2 separate regions of the Zea mays genome follow, and region 2 is linked to region 1. The links are chromatin contacts, called in public Hi-C maps. All regions are on one chromosome and are shown on one strand. Each heading gives the region's core, a stretch centred on a gene start, on an enhancer-like site or on the middle of the called end of the contact. The rest is flanking DNA. Distances are from core to core; before and after follow the strand shown.

Region 1 (5,331 bases), core at 2,205-4,704:
AAAGGATCCATAAATATAGGATATTGGATAGAGAGGGCCGCTGGAGGGCGATTTTGTTGCATAAATTTTAATTTTGACTCTAAGAGATTGGATAGGATAACTCTTGGAGATGCTCTTAGATTACACATATGCCCTCGTTTACATAATACATGAACCCTGACAAAAAAACTAAACAAGATCCACCGTTGGGGCATATACATATAGGTAGAGGATTACTCTAGCTGTTGCCAAGCCCCACAACTTCATTGCCTCACTAGCCAGCAGCAAAGCACCAGCCAAATTTGACAGGGGCCCATAAGTCAAAGTAATCTCACAAAAAAATAAATTTGCAACATTTCAACTTGATTTGATTTATTAGAGCAACTCCCGCAGGCCCCCTACTTGAGCACCCATATCGTGTGCCTAGCAAGAGCCGTACTTTGCCCCAAAATTTGGGTGGTCACCCAAATCCTCCCTAGGGACCCCATTCCTAGGTGGTAGGTGCTTTAGCCCAGGCCCCCAAATCCTCCCTAGGGACCCCATTCCCCGGCGCAAGGGGCTACTGGCGCGACAGCCATATCGGAGGCAAGAGCCCCTCCCTATGGCTGGTCCCGGCGAGAAAGGTCACGAAAGTTGATCCCCCGTGCAACATGAGGGTCCGCACCCTATAGGCCGGATCTTTACTCGTGCTTTGAGCCCTCCCAGCCCCTACATGAGGATCCGCCCTCCATAGGTCAGTCCATCTCGTGTGCACACGACCAGGGAACCAGCGAGTGACCTTTTTTTAACCTCAGCCTAAAATTCGCTTCCACTGGGATTTTTTTTATAATACTAGCAACACTAGTTCATGTTGAGAGCAACTATGTGTTGGCTTGGCATTTTGATTCTCGAGGTTTGCATGTTATTAAGTCTTCTTACAAAGTATTTTTGCGGTGATTCTCAACAAAATAGAAGCACGGTGGTAACGCTAGTTCCAGTTCAGGTGCAGAATCTTAAGACTAGTGGAATAGGATATGACAGATTAAGTTTCAAGGTAAATACAAACGCTTTAGCCCTTGTTCGATTTGATGAGGATTGGAGAGAGTTTACAGGCATTAAATCCACTACAAGTTAAAATCCCCCTCGTCCCCTCCAATCCCCTTGTGGAGGGGATTAAGTGAACAAGCCCTTGTATGTGGAAGTTCATAACAATCTGTCTTTGTGTGCCAACTTCACAAGAAGAGGTACAGAGCTCGGTTGGACCAGGACTAAGGACATCTTAGTTTCAAATGCAAATTTGTGGAGAGAATGTGGAAGACCTTGAGATGGAGGCGTAACAATTGATCTAACATTCATGCAGTGTGTGCCTGAGGTTATTCTAAAGAGTCTTGCACTATATACAGATATGCAGATCAATCTAGCGATTGAGCCTTGGCACTGGTGATTAGAACGAAACAGACTTAGAGGGCCAGAGAAAAGGAGAACAAGTTTTAAATGAATGCCCAGACATTGGAATTCATGAATTTAATCAGAGAAAAGGGAAGATGAAGGAGTGCGAGATCAACGAACAGAAAAAAGGGAAAGGGGACGGGTGCAGCATCCCCTTTTGAAAGGGGATCGATGGCTGATTTTTCTCAATTGTGGAAAATTTTAGGAAAAGGTCTGTTTGCTTGGGATTATAATCTGCCCAGATTATATAATCCAACTTATTAGATTATATAATCCAACTTATAAGTTGGATTATATAATCTGGGCAGATTATAATCCCAAACAAACACCTCCTAAGGTGTTAGCTCATGTGGCATCCAAATGTATCCGGGGCCTGGTTACCAGTGATTTAGCTGATCACACGAGTTAATGGAATGGATGGTTCCATATTAAAAGAAATAAATGAAAATTTCCTCAGTTGTTGTGGGGGAAAACCCATAAGAAGTATCTCCAGCATTCTAAGACATCAAATGAATATCTATTGTTGCTAAGCACAAATGGACCTTGACGAATATCTATTGTGTTAAGCATTCTAAGACACCATCTTGACGAGTATCTATTGTTGATTACTCTAAAAAATATCTATCGTTGCTTAGCACAAACTAAAAATAGAAATTACCACTACGAGACATTGGTGACTTTGGGGAAAGTGTCAGGTTCCTTTCCACTTGAAGATTGCTTCTAAGACCATCCATGAATTGCGCCGAAGATAAGGAGTGCCTACGAAGATTAATTAAGAGGCTGTCACCATATAAACAACAATAAGACCAAATTTCTCTAAGGCTCCATCTGTTTCATTGGAATTAGATTTCATTCTAATAATCATAATTTAGACACAAAAAAATTAAGTTAATATAATTGTATATGTAATACATTTGTATATTATCATAAATCGTATGAGAGATATAGTTATATAGTACATTTATGTTATAGAGAAGAAAGTAGAACAGTGTGCTATAAGTTATACATTAGAAAAGTATTATATAAATCTATAGAATCAATTTTCATCTCTCATCTTATGAATTTGAAATAGCCTTATATATAAACTTTGGAAAGTTTTGTCACATTCTAAAAAAATAGCCTACTTCATTAGCTAGATTCCAATTCCTCAAAATGAAGGGGCCTCAGCAAACAAAGTTCAGACTGTTTGTGCCGGTGACCCATAGCAAAGAGGGCACATCTACAAGTTGTTCCTGAATGCCTTACAGGCAAAGGAAAACTCAGGAATTCCACTAGTTTGATCAGCAGCTCAAATCTTAAGGTAGAGAAAACAAAGTTTGCATTATTGGAACTTGTGGGGAAAGGAAGAAAATAATAGAGCACTTCATAGCAAGAAATGTACGATACCTTCCTCGAAGACCGGACAGAGCCGAGCTGACCGCGCCCACGCCGCGACGCGACGCATGAGCGGCCGTGGTGGAGGCCTCTGTAGCGGCGGAGCAAGCGGTAGCGCACCGGAGGGGCCACATGCTAACGAGAGTAGGTGCTAGGCCCAGCACGCAGGCGGCCATGGGAGCGCATAGTAGGGCTTCTCCCCTTCGGCACGGGCTGGAGGCTCCACCGCTTCTGCGTCTCCGTTCTCTTGTTTCGGGACTGGTGAATGGCTGGGATGGCGTTCGGGTTTACCCGAAATTTCGGGTCGGACACGAGCGGCACGCAGGTCGGTAGGCGAGGCTGCGAGAGGCGACGAGCTGGACTGCTGGAGCTGGCAGGCGAGGGTCGGTGGCCGTGTGGCGGTGGTCCGATGGCGATGGACGTGGACCAGTGGTCGGGCTCGGGTTCACACGGGACTGAAGGAGACGATGAGTGGAGCTGTGGACTTGTGGAGGTGGCCCCTGGCGGCGTGGCCCGTGCCGGTGGGCTTCTGGGCGGTGCCGCGGTTGCCGCCTCCGCCTGGCCGGTGGTGGTGTGACGGGCTGGCGGCGGCCGGCTGCCGTTGGAGTGGATTTTGTGAATGGTGGATGAGCCGGAGAGGGGTATATTGGCTACCGATATGGATGTTCGGATATAGAAGGCTTTACAAAAAACGGTAGAAACCGCAGGTTTACCGGCCGGACCGAAACCGCCGTCCTGTTAACTACCGGGTTTTTTTCAAAATTACTTTAAATTTAAATTTTTTGAACAAATTATAAAAATAAAGAAAAATTATGATAAAAAACTATATTTTCTAATAAGTAATCTGATATACATGATATTTAAATTTAATTTAATTTAGCTTGTTAAAAAGGAAAATGTATGGACCTACTAGTAAACCCATTAATCCGTCGTTTCTCGTTAAACGGTGACGGTAAACCGCCGAGCAGTGGTACCACGATTTGTTACTGAGAAACCATGTTAAATTATATTATTTAGTAATTTTAGTGTCTAGATTTGGTTTTTGGGTTTATGGTTTCAGATTTTTTTTTTACGTGATGGTGTCTTGTTAATATCTAGTTATGTATTAGTATTGTTAATGTGTAGTTACTAGGTATATGTTCGTGCGTTGCTACGGAATTAATGTGATAAAATACATTAATATATAAAAACCCTAATTGTTATTCTACATTTTTATTGGCATCACTAAAATATATGTTTGCACAAGCAATGACTGTGTATTGCAACAACGTAATGACAGAGACGACGCTTTCTGAATGTTCTGCAGATGCAACGATCGTTCCCGGATCACGCGGTCGTGGCAAAAATATCTCACAATTTACTGTCGAGCATAGGCTTTCAAGACCATAGTCATCTTTTATGAAATGTGCCAACATCAGATCAATAAAACCAAAAGGTACGTGCTTGCCTTCAACATTCTGTTATCCCACACAAATAGTTATTTATAAAATGCTAAAAACTACCTTTGAGACCGTAGTAACCCATAGCAAATTATTCCTTTCAGACAAGCTATTCCGAGCACTGCTCCTAGCAACATCACGAGCTTTGATAAGAATCTGAACAAGAGATTGTATTAAGGTTAAAACAACTCAACCTAAAAATGAATAATGCTATGAATGACATAAACAAAAGCTATATATACATAATAATGGAAGCAAAACATAAGCAATCAGTACATGAGGTTCACTCTATTTTGAAACAATTCTATGCATCATGTCGCGTCTCCATCATGTAGCGACCTAGCTCAGCTTCCAAATGCTTATCATGTGCCTTTTTAATAAGTTCCTTCACAACATTCTTAGCTCCGAAAATTGTATCATTAATCTTTTCCATGGTGGACATATCTGCAATAGTATCTTGTAGACAATTCTAAAAATGCATATGTAATATGTGAATGGAATATTCTAAAAATGCAATCTGAAGAACATATATGCAATCTGAACGTCTGCACTCCTCTTGATTTCAAGCTCTATACATGGACATGTTATACAGTGGTAATTTCAGGACGTTGGTTACTAAAGTAAAGAACAATTATGTGCAAGGGTATGTTCTCACGAGTACTTACATTATTCAGAAGAAACAATGTGCTTTAAAAAAACTAATTCTCTCTACATACTCACTAAGTATGTTCATATTGTGATGTTGTACATACACAATTAGAGATTACCTGGCTGCATCAAATGGTGAATAGACTGAAGGAGCAAAATTATATGTAGAAGTAACCAATTATATGTAGAAGTAACCACTAATCAGAACACCCACTTATATGTTCCTTACCTGGGTCTCTTACCTAGTGACGAGGGAGAGCGCGTCCAAATCCGGTTCCTTGCGAACTACCAGCGCCACCGTCAGCCTCACTCCTCGGCCACCTCGTCGGAAGCCAAGGGGTGTAACATAGTAAATTGGGTTTGCGTGCTTGTTTTCGCAGAGCAGGAAGATAAGACCAAGCGATTGATGTACCTTGTTATACTCCTCGCCGACAAAGGGCCTGAAGAAGATCTGGGCATCTGG
Region 2 (5,720 bases), core at 1,133-3,632, 86 kb after region 1:
TGCAGGGAAGCCTGTCTAGGGAGCGGTGTCCGGCGAGCTGAGGTAGGTACAGCGGCTACCATCCATGGAACAACGGCGCCGGGGCTAAGAAAGCAGCGCTGGGCGAGCTGCAAGGGAGGAGCGCGGACGCGATGACGAGGTCAGACCAAGAGGCGACCACCAAATAGCAGCATCGACGAGGTTGTCCGACCATGGGGAGATGAGTGAAGGTCGATGAACTCAAGCACAGGGACGCGGCGAGCTCGACCGCGGCACAGAGACAAGCGCAGACGAGGTGTCGGACAACGACGTGGCCACCTAGAACCGCGTTCGTCGCTGACTTGAAGAAGGCAGGGAGGAAGTCGAGGGAAGGATGCCCTGCGCACCATGGGAAGGAGCAGGGAGATGGGAGGAGGGTGGCCCGACGGCGAGCAGGGTCGCGCGCCCGGCAAGGACGACCGACGCGGAGGGCAAGACGCTAGGCATGGCAGAGCGACGGCCACGGACGAGCTGCGGCTTGGGATCGGGCTCGGAGACGGCGGCCCGAGGAGGAGCTCGACGCGGCTAGGCATGGAGACAGACACAGCTGGAGAGGGAGGAGCAGAGAGCCGGGAACAGGGAGCAGGGGGCGCGGCAGCCAGTTGCCATGACCGAGCAGGGGGGCCGAGCAGGGGATGGCGAGTGGAGGGGAACCTGAGTGATGCTGCCGCGTGGAGAAGAAGACGTGAGGGAGACGGTGGGGAAAAAAATCAGAAGAGTGCAAGGCAGATAAAAATCTGAGGGAGATGAACGACGACAGGGGATAACGAAGAGAATTTTTTTCCAAGATTTTTCTCACTTTTACTCTTTTTTTTCAAAAGCAAAAAACAGATATTTTGATGTTACCAAATCAGGGTCTAAAAGATGTAATCAAAGATCGAACAAAAATAAGATTGACAACAATAATTGGATAAGATTTGATTTAGTGAATACTCTGGAATTCAGATGAATCTTTACCCATTATTTATATTTGAAGATTTAGATCGAGACGAGAAACACACGGACCGTACCCAATGAGATTGGCTTGGATATTTCAAACTATGTCAAATCTAGTTTAAACAGATAAACCCCATCTGTTCTGAATATTAGGATTTGGATTTAAAATAAGGAGTAAACGGGCCAATTTAAAGCGTTATCGATTAATAGATTATTTTCTCGGATTTTTTTAAATAGGAAAGGGAATCGGCTAACCATTGTTCTGGTTTCGGTTAGTTTGGGTTCGATTTATCTAAACAACCTGTCCCAAGTAGTGTCTCTACCGAATTCGTAGAGATTGCTCGAACAAGAGAGAAATACTTGGGTGACCTTTCTAATCCGCCTTATTCGATTAATTTTAAATAGGCACGTGACTCGCAAATTTTTGGAACAAATATGTTCTGAACTTCACGAAAACTTTAGAAAGATTCTAGATAGATAAAGATGATTAGGACATTGAGATTACTATCCTCATCGACATCCCACACTTAAGCTCATATTTGTTGTTAATGTACAGTAACACCTGGGGTGTTATAGATATATTCATCCATTTTTTTGAAAAAGTTTCTCCAAAGACTAGGGAGGTTTTCTAGAAAAATATTGAGTGGTTGGTCTCAAACGAAGCCCTTGATCAATGCTTCAGTGACTATTTCATTTGGGACTGTAGGGGCCTAGGCCTGAAGCCAAAGAACCTTTGGACAAAGGCTTAAAAATATTCATCATGGTCCTGGGTGCACTAAAATAGGGCGTGAGCAGAGACTGGCTTCATCTAGAAACCTTGGAAGCTTGTGATTAACATGTCCTTCTACTTCTACCACAAGGTCATTGTGCCTAACTGAAGGGAGGAATACCATGTTTATGTGACATTCCTGATAACCATGACAAAGGATTTGGCCATCACTGCTAAGTTGTCGCCATACGAAGATATCGTAGCTTCATAGCTCATTGTAACAACCTGACTTTTGGGGTCTAAAATCTCTTTGCTCTCATCCACAAATTCAAGTGTTAGTCTTTTTCTTTTTCTCTTTTCTCTTCCCTCTCTCTTTAGGAATAGGGCATCTATTTTAAGTTGAAGATGTATTTCCCTTCCAGTAGATGAAACCTCAGGGAAGTTATGAACTGTTGCATCATGTTGAACCTCAGATTTTATCTTTGTATGATGCATATGCTTGAGATGATTTTATTTTGATTTTGTGGTAGGTTTGAATTTAAACCCAAGGGAAATGGGAGAGGAGATTTCAAAAAAGGAAAAACTAAAAGGTGGGCCCGCGCTCGAGCAGCCCATCTAGCCACCTCGGCTTTCCCCTCTGCGGCCCAGCTCCCCACGACGACCCACGCTGCCCCGCGCATGGCCAACCCATGAACCGCACCCCCTTGCCCGGGCCTGCCCATCAGTGGCTCAACTTGCGTGCCCGCGCTCCTCGCCAACAGCCTCGCGCCCCACGCTCATTGACTCTCAGCCCCACCGGTCAGCTCCCCCCCACGTTCTCGTAACTGGCTGTGCCGCGTTCCCGCGCAGATGCGCTCGCCCAGTGCCCTAGCCCACCTGTCATCCCCCTCCTCGGCGCAACCGCCATGGCCGCACAGTTCGCCGCCATGATCGTGCGACGGCACATCACCCCCCACTTGTGACCGGCATCCGTTGTTTACCCCACACCACCTCCTTGCCTCGCTCACTGTCGTCGCACGACCGTGACGGCGAACAGAGTAATTACAATATTGCGCCCTCATCAGGCGATGTACACCAATCATTACACCTACAAATTACACTTATAGGTGGGCCTTCGGAGGAGTCTCCTGGTGGATGATGGATGGGTCGCACTATGTAGCCTTCGCTACCACCTCCAGGGCCTTCATGTTTTGGTGCCCTCTACTCTCCTCGGGTAGATGGTTGGCACCGAGGGCTCTTGAGTCGTGCCGTAGCAAAGTCCTTCATCAATGCCGATCGTGCATAGGCCTACGCTCAATGTGTGCCTTCGTCACGGTCGGTTGTTAGTTGCAGAGTCGAAGGTCCCTTCGCTCGTGGTCCTGTGTGTTGGTTAGTTGAAAACGAAAGGTAGAGCCTTAACTCCATGATCAAGGTTATGTTTGGCCTCCGCCCCAACAGGGTTCGAGGCCATACTTGTAATTTTATATGAGATTGACCTTTTACGGCTCGCACGCTTGTGTAGACTCATATTACTCCACATCCAAAGCTTTGGTGCACTAACATCTTTGAACCGCCTTCGAACATTACAAAATTATCTGAATAGGTCACCAATAACATTATAGAGTGGACACGCATACTTGGTGCTACAGGTTGTAGCATCTCTCAATAGTTGGCTGCAACTGATTCGTCACATCTTGCTAGTATCTTAGATCCTACGCCGTGTTGGTTGGACACACACTCATCAAGAAAGTTTTATTCTATCAAGGAAAACATTACATTCCTCATGAGTAGAATGCTTATCACTTGTTATACCTCTAGCAAACTTAAAATAATATGCATGCAAATCATCTTCGATTTCATGAGGATTCCTGCCATGAATAGAAGAAAACAAGAAACACACACAATAATATATATGCTCCTATTAACTATTTAGATGCGATTGTTATCAATCCCTCACTCTCAACTTGTTCAAACAAACTCTTACAAGTTCTTACCAAGGTAAATTTGAGGCGACGACAACCAACAAGTCAAAAACCTAGAAAGGAGTGTATCGGCACCGAAGCAACAACATTTGTCAAGATAAAGTTGTATATGTGGTGTTATAGGTGGGCTAAATACAATGTACGAGAAAGTACTTGAACCACGTTAGTCACAAAAATGAGTTGAGAAGTTCTTGACGGTGGTACCATCCTGGCCTTTGGCTAGGCCATGCTAGAGACGAGAGCTTGGACATATACAGAGTGATATGAGCACCATAATGCCTTCAAATGTTCCTACGCCTTCTATTGTTCATGAGGGAACAAATGTTTTAGAAGGACCAATAAAACATGCTCGTGTGATACAAATCAATGAACAAATGAAATCACTCCTTTGTAAGAACCACAGTACATATGAGGATCAACTGCTACCAATTGCAAGTTTTTTTACTATTCTCAGGTCTGAAAGTACTCCAATGAGCTTACACATTAGAGGAAAACAAAAGGTGGAGGACCAAGTCTATAACCAAGCAGTAGAAGGAGTCCATGTCGCTCCAACTTCTTATAGGAGGTATCCTAACTCCATTTGACGTGTTTAACCACAACCTAGAAAGATTATAATAATATAAGCTTTCCAACGGATCCAATCTCACCATCGACCTCGACCAGAGCATGATGTTATATCAAACCAATATGCCGTTGAGAAAATGTCTAATTTCGAGTAACTTATCATTGAATGCCGTGTCAACATAATTTTGACCTTGGGCTTCTTACTATGGCTGAGGCACCACCAATGTCACTTCTAACTCCTTAGCTTCCATTCCTCTCACATATTAGCCACCTCTCTTGTAAGGTTGGACAACGTCTGAAACTGAAATAAATGTTATATGCATGTTCTTAGGTATTCTAGTTGTTCAATGCAATTAGCTTGAAGACTGTGCATCATGTCTTGTTGTTCTTGCAAGCTCTTTATGGTTTCAACGAGGATTGCATTCCGCTAGACTTGACGGAGTGGACAACATAAGGTAGGACAGACTCGATGTTGTTGGTTGTTGCATCTCACAATGGTTGGCTGCATCTCACAATGGTTGGCTGCAACGATCGACTCCAACGGCTAGTTCTGACAGTTAGCCGTTGGGCAGATGGCACACCGGACAGTCCGGTGCACTGTCCGATGCACTGTCCGGTGTGCCACTAAAATTCCATTCGGGAACCTGGCGCTCTCGGGTTTCTACGTGGGGAAACTCTTCCCCTTGGCCAGCTTGGCCCCACCTGGCAGAGGGTGCACCGGACAGTCCGGTGCCTAAGGCCAGAAACCCTATTTTCTGTTTTATGCTGTTTTTCAAATCGATTTTCGTTCTAACTTGTGAGTGTGTTCTAGAGTGTCACCTAGCACTATATGTGAGTGTGAATATGCACCAACACTACACTAGAACTCCCTTGGTCAAACTACTCATCGACAACCCCTCTTTATAGTACGGCTAAAACAGAATAAAAGACCTAACTAAATCACGAGTGTCCACAACTCCTTGACACTCGGACTACGTAGTCCTTCACTTTTTGTTTCGTCGTTTTAGTCGTCGCTTCGAGTTCTTATCTCCGGGATTGTTTTCACCGTTGTAGTACTTCTACCTGTAATGCGACCTAACTTACCATTTGTCTCTGCAAAACACACGTTAGTCACATATAACATTACGTTGTCATTAATCACTAAAACCAACCAGGGGCCTAGATGCTTTCAATCTCCCCCTTTTTGGTGATTGATGACAACCCTACAAGATTTGTGACAGTAGTTTGTTTTGAAATTTCTGTCAATAGAGAAGATGATTAGTTATACTCAGTAATCTTTGACAGAAAAAGTGTGTACCATAATAATAAGAATGAGCGCATACACAACGTAGGTTTCTTGTTCATATAAGAGTGAAATCAAATCGATGAACAAGAACTAGAAGACTGGTGATAAAATATAAGGTGAAAACATAATACACACACAGTCAACACAAGCATTGAGAGTATATAATAGAGTTTGTGAGCCAAAAGCATCATACAAAAGTGAAGCTAGTACAGAGAGTAACAATCACATATATTACATCAAAATGACT

Evidence for each region. A called contact is a pair of places that touch in the nucleus more often than the background predicts.
Region 2: a contact with region 1 is called in a Hi-C map of tassel, with 2.9 times the contacts expected there. The contact joins the enhancer-like site here to the promoter of LOC103643177 in region 1. A contact is called at or near these places in 3 of 25 Hi-C or Micro-C datasets (ear, leaf and tassel).

The regions. Positions count from the first base shown.
Region 1 is chr1:206,821,212-206,826,542 of Zm-B73-REFERENCE-NAM-5.0, forward strand. It overlaps LOC103643177 (ribonuclease E/G-like protein, chloroplastic), which reads right to left and starts at 3,455. Exons shown (of 14, transcript XM_020546661.3): 1 at 2,794-3,455; 2 at 2,066-2,166. The coding sequence starts at 2,957.
Region 2 is chr1:206,908,014-206,913,733 of Zm-B73-REFERENCE-NAM-5.0, forward strand. No RefSeq gene overlaps it. Among protein-coding and RNA genes, the nearest start is that of pht7, 20 kb to the right of the region's middle. Within about 2 kb of position 2,383, at least 15 of the 20 cell types and tissues checked have an H3K27ac peak or open chromatin away from gene starts, as enhancers often do. A contact at or near this core is called in ear, leaf and tassel, where this site is marked.